2 separate regions of the Rattus norvegicus genome follow, and region 1 is linked to region 2. A link is a contact called in public Hi-C data. All regions are on one chromosome and are shown on one strand. The core of a region is the stretch at or near the end of the contact, and the rest is flanking DNA. Distances in the headings are between cores, read along the strand shown.

Region 1 (6,764 bases), core at 1,831-4,330, 340 kb after region 2:
CCCTTTGATTTGTTATTGGTGGTGGCTATTTTCATTCTGTGTAATGAGAAAAAAATGACTCAAGTTTATTACACTATAAAATGAACATTAATTTAGACACAGTCAGTCACAGATGAGAAACATCAAGTTCCCAGAAAATGAATAATTTGCTAGAAGGATACAACCTTGTGTGATACTGGGTGACTCAGAGTAGTCCCACCAAGAACACAGAAGGCTGGACCTTCAAACCAAGCACAAGTGGGCAGGAGAGTTCACATCGGGGCCTCTTAGACCTCTACACCATCTGTTCCCTTCCATCACCACCCTGGAGATAGCTCATCAAAGTTCCCAAGCATAAGAACCGGAAACATACTCCTGCTCCTTCTAAATAGCTAACCAATGTTCATTTTATCATTTGAGTACTTCTGTGACCAAATTAGCATCCATATCTCGCAACAGTTCTGTTTGGTTTCTTCCTTCTTCAAGAACTCAACACTAGGGGTTGGGGATTTGGCTCAGTGGTAGAGCGCTTGCCTAGCAAGTGCAAGGCCCTGGGTTCGGTCCCCAGCTCCGAAAAAAAGAAAAGAAAAGAAAAATAAAAGAAAATAAAGAAAAAGACAGAGTGCAGAATAAAAGCACTAAACTGAAATGTGTTTAGAGGACAGCAGAGCAGCAGCAGATAAATTCTCTCATTAGCAAGCTTCAATTTTACCACATCCATCTGCTTCTTTACTGGAAAGGATCCTCATTGACCCATAAATAAGATTTTTACTGATCAAACAGACAAACAAAAGAACCCACGATTTATAATGTGAGAATGGCAATTTTAAGTTAAAATGCCACCATGTCTATTCCCTGTGGCACGTTTTTTTTTTTTCATACCAGTTGGCTGCTGTGTTTCTGTTAAGTCACAGAGCAAAATAGTCGTATAATTCTAGAAGCAGAGGAAACTCTTCACTGTGAAATACTTAGTGCATGGTGTGGCGGAATTTTCTCCTAATTGATTAAATAATAAAGACGACAAGAAGCCAATCACTGGGCAAGAAGGAGGCGGGCCTTCCGGGTCCGAGAGAGAAAGAGGAAAGGCAGGTAGAGGGGACTTCCTTTTGGACAGAGGGAGCAAAACAGACAAGATGAAGGCCTAGAGCCGATAGTTCTGGAGGCTGAATCCATCAGGGTCCTTTACCGGAAGATTTCTAACAAAGAATAGTTGGTGAATTTAGGATGATAGATTCTGAGCTCAGCAATTGTGTTATCTCTTGATTCTAAACTAAAATTGTCTGTTGATTTCCATTTCAAGGCTATTCAGCTGAGCTCCAGGGAAAGGTAACCATGATGAAGTTTGCAAGAGTGCGACCCCAGCTAGCCACGGAGATTTGAGATTGCTGAGATTTGAGATTGCTGAGTGGGTTTGGCAGCAGCCAGCCTCGGGGGATAGATGACTAGGAATGTGAGCAGTTTCAGTGGCTGTGAACTTCAAGAAGTTGGGCGGAAGCTACATGGGGTTAGCCATGGGGGCCGGTAGACCGCAGACTGGAGACTAGCCGGCAATAGCATGGATTGTTTTTTAATATTACAACAAGTGGAAAACTATTACATTGTTATGAAGTTTATTATAAAGCCTTGGAATTGAGTAATACTCGCTTGAAAACCATCCATAAGGTTAATTATAAAATTTCTGATCTCTAAGTTCAAGGCCAGCCTGGTCTACAGAGAGAGTTCCGGGACAGTCAGGGATACACAGAGAAATCAATAACAGCAAATAATATAAAATTGCTAATTAAATAGCTAATCATGAATTCTAATTCTCTATTAGAGAAATCCCTGTTGCTGGACGTCAGTGAAGATGCTTTAAAGTGGTTAGGAAAATTCCTGATGGACAAAAATTCAACAAACACTGCTTAAGTAAATAAATGAGTTGAGATATTTCTGAGTTTCCTTTATCATCTACCTCCATGTCAGTCAAAGCCAGTTTACCATCACTACAATATAATAACTGGGATATTTAAGCAGTCTGTGTGATTTGGACCACGTTCCTACCTTAAAATAGTCCGTTCTTTCCGTTAAACCAATGTAATTTACTGTCTCTATATTAACAATATTTACACTGTTATCGACACTAACCATGCAACCGATACAACCATTCCCACAAAGAACATACAAAGTTGAAGACGCAAAAACAATCACATCAACAGTTACAAGGATGGAAATACCTGCTTCGGAACAGACAAGAATAAGTGACGCTAGCAGAAGGATGGATTTTAAACCATGAAATAAACAACAGCAGAGGTGGTGTGTGAAATCAAGGGTCACGGGAAAAAAAGGGTAACAAGATTTCGACAAGTGACATTAGAGAAATAACATACTCCCAGCCAAAAAAAAAAAAGCATTACACACTGTTTTTTGTTGTTGTTTTGTTTTGTTTTCTACTCAACATGAATGTTTTCCTGGAGCAAAGGGACGATGTAAAGATGTGAAAGAGCTGAATAGAAGCTTGAGGTGTAACACTCAGCTTCAGCCTGCAGATCCACACTTTCCAGTAGGTAGTGGTAGATCACTCATGTAATAGGCACGAGGTCCCGGTGCCACCTCCAGAACTGTCTAAACCAGCCCATGATCATGGATGTGTAACTAAGGCCTTTGGAGGAGTACAGCCAGAATACACCAAGTGAAAACTAAGGGAATAAATAACCTATTTCCTCGCCTGCTCTCGCTAAAGTCCTATAAAAGCCACTGCTGGAAATGGGAGGGGTGAAGCAGCTGGAAGCCAAGAGATGAGAAGGCAGGGAAGGCTGAAGGGGTAGAGCCCCCGGGGACCCTGCTCCTAGGTGCAGCTTGAGATGGAACAGGAAATACTCAGCATAACTTGTGAGCAAAGGCTCTCCATCGGGTAGTTGACCTGATAGTAAAATACGGGAAGAGGAGACATGCACTGGTGCTGTCTTGTCACTCTGACAGGATTCCTCAGAGAAGCAACTTTACCAGGGTTGCGGATGGCTGGAGGAATACAAATGATCACTGGAGGAAAGACTCGGAGTGAGTCATTGCTTGGCAGCAGGAAATGTGTGCCAGCTACAGGCTCACGTGTTAGCCAATCAGAAAGCAATACCAGACCATAAAAGGAGGTCCTCCAGGGACCCACCTCCTTCAGAGACTCCACCTTCTAAAGGCCTCCCAGCCTTCCAAACAGCACCACCAGATGGGACCAAGCGTTAAAGCGAGTGAAAGACATTAGGAATTCAAACCACAGCAGCGAAAATCACGAAACTGAGAGTATAATAGAAAAACTAGTAAAGAAACCAGATTGTGGCAGCATGAGAAATTGAAAATGCATCAATTGTGGGAAACACAACAGATAAAGCTGAGGGATTCTAAATGATTAGACACAGGGTAAGGAGAATGTTACAGGCCCGGAGTTTTGAATCTTAAGTCTTTAGAGCATGAGGCCGTCATTAGCAACACAGCACAAGTGCTGAATTTCAATGAGTTTGGAGACTTCAAGTCTTACACAGACGCGAACCACACTCTTGGAGAATGTACATGCATGCTAATGTCCTAAAAACCAGATATAATGTGTGACAGAATTCAACCAAAAGTCACGGTAAACACAGCAAGAGAGGAATTCAGTGTCAAACACATTTCATCTACAAAATCTCCCTGTAAATCCTACTTTTAAAACAATCAGCGATGTGCTGGAGATGTAGCTCAATTGGTGGAGTGCCTGCCTAGTGTGCACAAAGCCTTGGTTTCCATTGCCAGCACCATGAGCAGTGGCTCATGTCTGGAATCCCAGTATCTGGGACTTGGAAGCAAAAGGATCGGGAATTCCAGATGATTCTTAGCTGCGTATCAAGTCTGAAGCCAGGCCGAGATACATGAGACCCTGTCAAACAAAACACACACGCGCGCACACACACACACACACACACACACACACATACACTAATCCCATCCCCTCAGATACCGAATAACATAATAAGACATGAAAATGACAAGCACTATCAACCTGGGCCTAATAGTAAAAACCAATTGGCTGTAGTCATTGTTACAAAACAGATTAAATAGTGGTAATTCTTAAAGGGAAAGCTGTTTTCAGTGTACATACTAATTTAACAAAAAATAAAAATAAAAATGGAAGAGGATAGCAATAGGATCAAGAAGTGAGGGGAAGACAGCAGAAGCATCCATGTTAACAACTAAAGCAGAGCAGTGGAGTTGTGAAAGGGAATGATAAAGAGAGTGTGCGTGAAACAGGAATCGGTGTATGGGGATCATCATGTCTAGAGACGCCTCTAATACTGGGGAGAAACCGGGCCACTCAACCACCTAGAAATAACAGGTGTTTTAGAAAGCATCAAGAGACATCAACTGATGTGGACAGAGTATTTGTGTCCTCCACATTTCACCTGTTGGACCCCCAGTGTACAGATATTTGAAGATGGCAGCCTTTGAGAGGTACCTGGGTCCTGGCAGAGCTTCATGATGAAATCCATGCAGTCCTAAGAACAATCAACAGAACGTCTTCCTCCTTTCTCTCCCTCTACATGGGAGGCAACAGTCAGCTGTGCCTGACTCACTATAAAAGGGGCTGCCTGCCCCCTCCTCAATCTCTTGCACTCTTCCTCCTGCTTTGTCCCCTCACTCCTGCTCCCCCTCCCTCCCCATTCCCACATGACCGGTCTCTCTCTCTCTCTCTGCCTTTCTCCGTCTCTACTACCCTCTCAACTCCCCTCCCCCATGCCCTTAATAAACTCTATTCTATACTATAATATGGCCATGTGGCTGATCCCGCGGGGGTAAGGGATGCCTCAGTATGGGCCCTCAGAGGCACCCCTTCCCCCACACCTGACTACACATCCACCAAACATATTCCTTCTCTCCTTATCTTTTCATAAAACACAACACCTACACCTTGTCTCCTCTCCAGGTACCACACTACACCCTGCCAGCACTTCTATGGCGGTTTGTCACCAGTACAACTAAGAAAGAACTAAGTGTGCCCCCATCTGCGATAGCCCTGCTGAGAGCTATTTATGTAAGCAAAGTTAACAGGACACATCAGCCCAGTTTCCTGGGTGTGTTTTCAATGTATTCAGCTCAATTCCTGCTCCCGTGGCCATGTCTTCACCACCACCAACGATGGACTCTTTGGCTCTGGAAATGTAAAGCCGATTAAAACCTTTCTCTCCCAGTCGTTTTGTCAGGGTGTTTTATCAAGGCAACCAAAAAGGCCACTTAGCACTCAGTTTTCTCATCACTAAACCAGATGCCATTCTAAATGTTTGGAAATGTCACTTGTACAGTAATTATTCTGTATACTCAGCTGTGACAACTACATAAATCCGATTCACTTAGGTATGGAATATTATCCATAATACTCGGAAATTTAATTACAGCCACCTCATAAGTCACACCCCAGTTTGTTCTTTTTGCGACCTTGTATCCTGCCCTAAACTTGGCCAGAGCAGGAGAAATCTATGCAGGCATTCAACAGTTTACACTTCATCACAACGAAAGCCCTTGTGGGTTACAAGAAAGGAAATGACAAGTGGGATTCGCCTCTTTAGAAGATTGCCCGAGTCCAGAGGGAAGACATCTGGAGAGTGTCTTTTTATTATAAACATCAAGCCAGCTATAAGAGGAAGGAAGAACCTCAGGGCAGGAAGGCCTGAAAGGACTAAGAGCAAAAGGTCTGATCTAGGGAAGCGATTGTGCAGATGGGAAGGAGTGAGAGGAAACTTTACGGAGGGGGAGATCAACAGAAAGCAATGGTTGTTTTAACACATCCCGGGATGAGGGAAATGAAGGTTAATAAGTTCCTCAATGCCCAGCCCCACACGGCGTTTCTGACCTTGTCAGTCTGCTTCTCTACTTCTTGATGACAGAAACTGTCTCAACCACCATGGTATCCACAGATATATATATATATCCAAAGTCAACTGGGACTGAATAGGGCTTCCAGGTTACCTTAATGGACACTGAGGACCAGAGCTAGCTGTCAGGCTTTGCAATTCTAAAGGAACTGGGCTCCCTCTTCTAAGGCCCATGTGGAGTAGAAAGTCAGGCTTGGAGGTGCACAGTTGTAATCCCAGCCCTGTAAAGGCAGAGCCTGGCGAGACCCAGGTCCACGTGAAACCCTGTCTCAAAAACCAAGGTGGAGACTGGAGAGGCAGCTTGTTGGCCTTCATACTGGAGGCTTTCACAGAGATCTCTGGCTCAGCCAAAGTGCAAGGGTTCAGGCGAAGGGGAGAGAACTCCAGCAGGGACGGGGGATTGTCTCCGCTGCTGGTGCTGCTCCACCTCCATTTCCTCAGTTGCTCCAAGATGTCCGCTGGGCTGAGCCAGCAGGAGGCTGGCTGGCTAGCCAGCGAGGGGTACAGGGGAGCTCCAGGCGGGAGAGCAGATCTCTTCCCCAAGCGGCAGTGTTACAGCTCTTATGGCAGAAACTCTCAGATGACTTAGTAGTTCTTGCACAACTTTAACCCTTCTGCATAGGATTCTTATACACAGTTTTGGGGTGGGTCAGGGTCTGACAGTAGGTGCTTCCTATTGGCTTGGTCTGAGAGCTTAGGAATACCATATCTACATGCGGGAGGGCATGGTCCTGCTTCTTCGTGACTGATAGTCACAAATATTTCCACAGGCTGTTGTGGGGGGGCTGTAGCTATGTGAGAGGAACCCGGTCTCCTGGGAGTTTAGAGAAGTGCCTACCGTCCCATAGGGTCACCGGGTCTTCAACCTTATCTCGACCAGAAAGCAGGATACCTTTCACAGCCCACCGTCCC
Region 2 (6,772 bases), core at 2,771-5,270:
GCTTCAGCCTTACAAGTCCTGAGGTTACAGTTGTGTAGCACCATAATCAGCTTCATAATTGCACTTTTGAAGACTTTTTGAAGACCCCTGACAAAAACAATTGAATTTGCAAATATATACTGTGATGTGTATATGTAATAAAGAGTTCATACACATACGAACTATATATTGTATATATTATACACACACACACACACACACACACACACATATATATATATATATATATAATTCTAGAATATTCTTTCACTGAACTTTGTCTTAGTTCCTTCCACATAAATGGTATATAAGCTCTACTTCGGAAAATATCATAAAAAGTTTTTGGGAAATCTAAGCCAAGGCTGACTCCACGACTGATAGTTTGGGAGACTAGGCCTACAATCTGTTTCCCAGAAATGAGAACCTGGATCCCAGAACCTGTGGTTAGCCTACCACAGTCTTAGGCAACCAATCCAAGGATACCTTGTCATCTGGCCTGATGTAAGAGTAGGTAGCTAGAATGAATAAGCGACCCTCTTGTAAAATTAGAACCCTAAAGATAAAGCTATCAAATCAAGGTAAAAGGGCACACATCCCTGCCTGGAATTCCCTTAACTAACAATAAATACTGGCCCTGAGAGCCCACTACAAATCTCCATCCCCAAATGGGGAGACCCTGCATGCAGGAAATTCAGTTGAATAAACACTCTTCGCTTTTGCATACTATTGAAGTCTGGGGTACCATTCTTTGGTGATTCTTGGGCCTTAACGTTTTGATGCTTAAATTTTGGAAAGGACAAAATAACAAAACCTAAATTCTGCTTAAGACTCAATCTTGGTAGAAAGCATTCAAGAAGATTAAAAAACCAAAGAGGTTAATTTATAAAGGGAGAAGGGAAGCCTGGAACAGAGGAGTTGTTATTGGACTGAAGCTACTGCTGAACCTTGGTGAGCACACTCTGGGAAGCAAGGTTGAGGAAGTCACACACAGCCTTCCACATAAAAGGTGCTAGTTATTGCAATCAGGCTTGGAGAGACACACATTTAACAAGAGTCTCACACCTAGGCCCACGTTAGAGATGCAAAAGAGCCCATTCTAATCCATATCTCACAGCTGAACTCGGCCCAAAGTGTAGAGACCCCTCAGAAAAGAAACAAGTACTGAGCAGACAGAGATCATATAATTGTTGAATTGAATATGTCTACAGTACAGATGCGTCTAAAGGAGTGCCTACTCAACTGGCAATTCAGGACAGGACACAGCAGGAAACGGAATGAAGCACCCTTACCAGAGGGTGGTGCCATCACTGACTAACCAGCAAATTACAGAAGCACAGAGGAGGTCCATCTGCAGTGAACACAGAATAAAGCAGGCATGAGAGAGTGAAAGACTCAGAGATAGCAACAGACCTGTACTTCAGGAATTGTCCAGGAGGGCAGTCAAGTGTCCACAAAAAATTTCAACAATGTATAATTTTCACTAAGTTGTAGGAAATAAGTTTCACTAAGTTATAGAGCAAATCATTCTAGAAATACAAGACCTCTGAGATCCATCTCTTTCCCTCAGTGGGGCTTCTGAAAATCAAGAGTTTGACGTTGAAATATAAATCTGTTAAGTTTAGGGACTTCGATATGTTGCTTGGCATCTCTAAGACTAAGACAGTGTCTCATAGACCAGGAGCCCAGTGAGTGCTCACCGAATGACTGAAGACGAAGGATGAGAAAGAACCATAGGTTCTTACATGGCAACAGTGGATCTGAATCTGAGGCTATGTCCCTAGGGAAGTTTAATGTCTTAAATAAGTTCAAATGCATTAGTTAAAAATAAAAATGTGGTTGAATCTAAAAACAAGATACAGGTGAGATAGATTATTTGCTTATTGAAATTATTTTAGAATTTAAGGTGTGACAATATAAGCTTTGATGTTTTTGAAATATGAAAATATGCTCCTTTGATTTCAGCCTCCACTGGTTTATTGGTTAATCAGAGATGCAAGAACAGGGCTAAGCTCATTCCTATGTGGAAATGATTAATCTAGTAATCTAGATTTGTAATCCCAGCAATGGGGGCATGGATCCCTGAGGATCCCTGACTAGTTATTCCAGCCCAATTTGTGAACTCCAGGAAATGAGAAGGACCTTAGATGAGATGTCCTACAGTGGGGAGAGGGAACTTGTAGAGTTCACCTCCAGTAGAAAGACTGGCATCAAGTGGAGGGATGGGGTTGCCATTCCACAGTCAGAAACTCTGACCCAGAATTGTTCCTGTCTGAAAGAACTGCAGGTGAAAAATGGAGAAGAGGAAGTGATCAGCACACATTGGGATCCAGCTCAAGGGGAAGTTCCAAGGCCTGACACTATTACTGATACTGTGGTGTGCTTACAAACAGGAGCCTAGCATGACTACCCTCCAAAAGGCCCAACAAGCAGCAGCTGATATTTAAACCCAACCAATGGACAGAAGCTGGTAACCCTTGTGGTTGAATGAGGGAAAGCTGGAAGAAGCTTAGGAGGAGGTTGATCCTGTAGGAACAGATCTCTCAGACAATAAGCCACCAACCAGGCAGCTGAGGTCCCCAAAACATGTACAGCAGAGGACTGCCGGATCTTGATTCAGTGAGAGAAGATGCACTTATGCCTCGAAAAAGATTTGAGGCCCCCCGGGAGTGGGGAGGTCTGGTGGGGTAGGGGTTGGGGGTAGGGACATCCTTTTGGAGGAAACAAAACAAAACAAAACAAAACCAAACCAAAAAACTCTTTAATATAGAATAGTGCATGTTAGCCTTTTAGCCACTAGAGGGGAGTGTTGTTTCAGATGAACTAAGGCAGATAGCAAAGGAACCAACAGGAAATCAACCAGAAGAACCTACAAGTTACTTATTTGCAAGCTTAACAGCTAAAACGTAGATAACTCTGACTGGAAAATGCCTCAAGAAGGGAAGGGTTTCTGAAACTTTGTTAAGAGATTAACCATCTTTGTCAACACAAGTTCTCATGGTGGGCATTCTCAGTAAGCGTTAGGGCGCTGGGAAATGCTAGCCACTCAAAGGAAGACCTGATTTGGGATTCCCAACACCTGAGTAAAATAAAGCTGGCTGCTGGGCTGGGGTGTGCGAGGCCTTACCAGGCTGGTGGGAGTCACAGTGGAAGATACCCGATGCTGAAGTCTGACCTCAATGTAAATATGCTCAGACTCACACTCACATAACACACACACACACACACACACACACACACACACACACACACACACACTGGGGTAGAACATAGAGAGGGAGACAATAATGTAAATAAGTCAGTTAATAAATATACAATTCTTTGATATAACTAAGAATTTTTCTTTGATGTATGAATTCCAAAATGCTCTTAAAATTTAAATATATCATTACACTGGAATGCCTCAGTGAAAATGTGAATTTGATATGTGCTCTCACCTGTGTGCTTACTTGGTTTTGGTTTTGCACTTTTAAACTGACATTATCCTAGAAAAATACTTTACCAATATGAGTTTGGAATTAGTCCAAAGTAAATAAGGCAATAGTTTGAGGAAGACAAGACACAAGCTTATCTCTATTCTTTCCCAGCTGTGGGTATCTATCTATCTAAATTATATACTATATAGAAAAATATATAAAGTAAAAAATATATTTCCTAAATTATATATATATATATATATATATATATATATATATATATATATCAACTTCAATGATAGCCAAACATGAGAAGAAATCAGCATTGCGATTCACGCAGATACTAATATGTCAGATTTCGCCTATCATGTATCATGTAACATGTTACAGTATCATGTAACCCAAAGGCTGTTGAGCACTTTACAGAGTCCCAGAGTTGAAGAGGCAGCCTAGGGGGCGCGGCGCCAGGTAATCCCGGCTGACACCGCCCTTTGCCTGCCCACTCGCGGCACCGCCCCTCGAGCTCCAAGGCGCGGGAGGAGCCTCGCGCGGCGTCGGGCGACGCCTGTCCAGTCCCCGCAGCCTAGCGCGGGCGGCGGCGGGCGATGGAGAGCAGAGCCCCGGGCCCCGCCGTCCTCCAGCGCGCTCCGCTGCAACCCCGCAGCTGAGCCCAGAGGCTCCGGCCCTGTGCGCCCTACCGCGGCCCCGCCACTATGGCCGGCGTGTGGGCGCCGGAGCACTCGGTTGAAGCGCACAGCAACCAGTCAAGTGCTGCCGACGGCTGCGGCTCTGTGTCCGTGGCCTTCCCCATCACCATGATGGTCACTGGCTTCGTGGGCAACGCGCTGGCCATGTTGCTTGTGTCGCGCAGCTATAGACGCCGGGAGAGCAAACGCAAAAAGTCTTTCCTGCTGTGCATTGGCTGGCTGGCGCTCACCGACTTGGTGGGGCAGCTCCTGACCAGTCCGGTGGTCATCCTCGTGTACCTGTCGCAGCGACGCTGGGAGCAACTCGACCCATCGGGGCGCCTGTGCACCTTCTTCGGGCTGACCATGACAGTGTTCGGACTGTCCTCGCTCTTGGTGGCCAGCGCCATGGCCGTGGAGCGCGCCCTGGCTATCCGTGCGCCGCACTGGTATGCCAGCCACATGAAGACTCGCGCCACGCGCGCGGTACTGCTGGGTGTGTGGCTGTCTGTGCTCGCCTTCGCGCTGCTGCCTGTGCTGGGCGTGGGCCGCTACAGCGTGCAGTGGCCCGGCACGTGGTGCTTCATCAGCACCGGGCCGGCGGGCAACGAGACTGACTCTGCGCGGGAGCCGGGCAGCGTGGCCTTTGCCTCCGCCTTCGCCTGTCTAGGCTTGCTGGCTCTGGTGGTGACCTTTGCCTGCAACCTGGCGACCATCAAAGCCCTGGTGTCCCGCTGCCGGGCCAAAGCCGCCGCCTCGCAGTCCAGCGCCCAGTGGGGCCGGATCACCACGGAGACGGCCATCCAGCTTATGGGGATCATGTGTGTACTGTCCGTCTGCTGGTCGCCGCTATTGGTAAGTAGTTGGTACAGTGGGAACTTGTAGCGAGCGGTAAATGGAGGGAGACTTTCTGCTGCTCTTGCAGCCCAGGGTTGCAGCCTCCAGTCAAGTGCCTCAGCCGCTTGTGAAGCTTCCAAGAGCCAGTTGAGTCCGCCCTGGCTTGCCAGGCGCTTGTGAAGATTCGAACAGCCTGCGCACAGAGGTGAGCAGACGTTGCTCAAGCCAGTGCAGACTGACTTTGCCCTTTGTGTTTTGAATGGAGATGTGATGACAACTCAAGCCCAACTTGTGTTTTAGTTTTAATCCCGCTGAGACAGTTCGGTACCTGAGAGCCAGGCAAGTCTGCGCTCCTACACCTTCAGCCACACGGTTACCCCATCCTCTCCAGCGATTTCTTGGCACGCTGTCGCTCTGTGCCAGCGCTAAAGGTTCTCAGGTAGCTACTGTCTGCAGGGAGGGGCGGAAGGCAGAGTTGCTGCAGCCCCTAGGAAGCCGGTAGGTAGTGTGTACACCGAAGTGGAGGACTCTCCAATAACAAACCCCCCCACACACACACACAATAACACCATCACCTTTTGGTGAGTGGTCACTGGGGTCTTGTGCCCCACCCCCATCCTTATGGAGGGAATGTCAGATCTTTGCAATTCCAGGGACAGGAGGTAAGGGTTTCTTGGTCCTTGGTTCCCCCCATGCTATCCATCACAGAACTACCCAGAGGAAGCTGTGCTTCCGCATGCTCCCTATCCCCAACTCTCACATGGTGCTTTTGAGGTTTTCTTCTGTAGCACTTGTAGCTAGAAACTTCTGTGGATAAGTGTGGTTTGCTAATTCTTGAAGAATGGATGCTTACTTAGGACTCATAGAGCCTGGCTTAATGTGCAGAGCAGCATCCCCATAGTGCAGCACAGTTATCAACCATTACATAGTAGACTCGATCCTCTCCCTCTCCCTCTCCCTCTCCCTCTCCCTCTCCCTCTCCCTCTCCCTCTCCCTCTCCCTCTCCCTCTCCCTCTCCCTCTCCCTCTCCCTCCCCCTCTCTCTTTCCCTCTCTGTTCTCTTTTCCCTCCCCTTCTCTGATCCCCTCCTCCTCTCTGTTCCCCTCCCCCTCCTCTTAGCTCCTTCACCCTCTCCCTCTCCCTCTCCTATCCCCCTCTCGATTCTCTTTCTCTCACACACATCATTTAACAAATTTGTCATTTCAACCATTTACATGTACAGTTCAGTGAGGTCAGGGACATCATATTTATGTGCCACATGAGGTTAAATCTGCCTTGAAATGGTTGTGTGGTTCTTCTTTTTACCCACTCTCCCTGATTATGACAAACCTTAGAGATCCCCCGTGGTGACTGGCCTGGGGTGATACAGATAGGACAGCACTGCTGGGACCTAACTGCCCACAAGTGACTGAGTGGTCACTGTTCTCTAGTAGCTGGAGCACGGGCTGATGTCATCACCATGTTTACCAGAACCAGCACCAATTTTAGACATTTACTGCTGTGGTTGAAGAATGGGGTGTAGGTAGCCAAGCAGAGGGAAATGAAGCTCCCAGAATAAACACTTCACTGAACCAGCATGGCTTTAGAGGCAGTGTCCCGGCATAGCACAACTGTCAGGAGTCCTGCCCTTAGGGCCAGAGCATAAAGATGCCCATGAAACACAGAATGGGGTGGCTGTATAGTTGGGTGATCCCAATGTGTTGTATTTTAGCTAACACTTTATACATTCATTTTTTATAAAACAATGAAAATGAATTCAATATGAGATCGTATCGGAGGAGAAATTCAGTTTCAAAATAGGTGTTTTTGTTTCTTCATGTGTACATGTATGTGTGCTGTACATCCATGTGTGTGTGTG

The links. Hi-C and Micro-C count contacts between places; a contact is called where the count stands out from the background.
Region 1: a contact with region 2 is called in a Hi-C map of liver, with 10 times the contacts expected there. The contact joins the enhancer-like site here to the promoter of Ptger3 in region 2. A contact is called at or near these places in 7 of 12 Hi-C or Micro-C datasets (the A7r5 cell line, the Rat2 cell line, Schwann cells and 3 more) and 1 of 1 datasets of contacts at active chromatin or transcription factors (oligodendrocytes).

The regions. Positions count from the first base shown.
Region 1 is chr2:249,605,186-249,611,949 of GRCr8, forward strand. No RefSeq gene overlaps it. Among named protein-coding and RNA genes, the nearest start is that of Cth, 52 kb to the right of the region's middle. Within about 2 kb of position 3,081, at least 28 of the 93 cell types and tissues checked have an H3K27ac peak or open chromatin away from gene starts, as enhancers often do. A contact at or near this core is called in liver, where this site is marked.
Region 2 is chr2:249,261,062-249,267,833 of GRCr8, forward strand. It overlaps Ptger3 (prostaglandin E receptor 3), which reads left to right and starts at 4,021. Exons shown (of 3, transcript NM_012704.1): 1 at 4,021-4,933. The coding sequence starts at 4,106.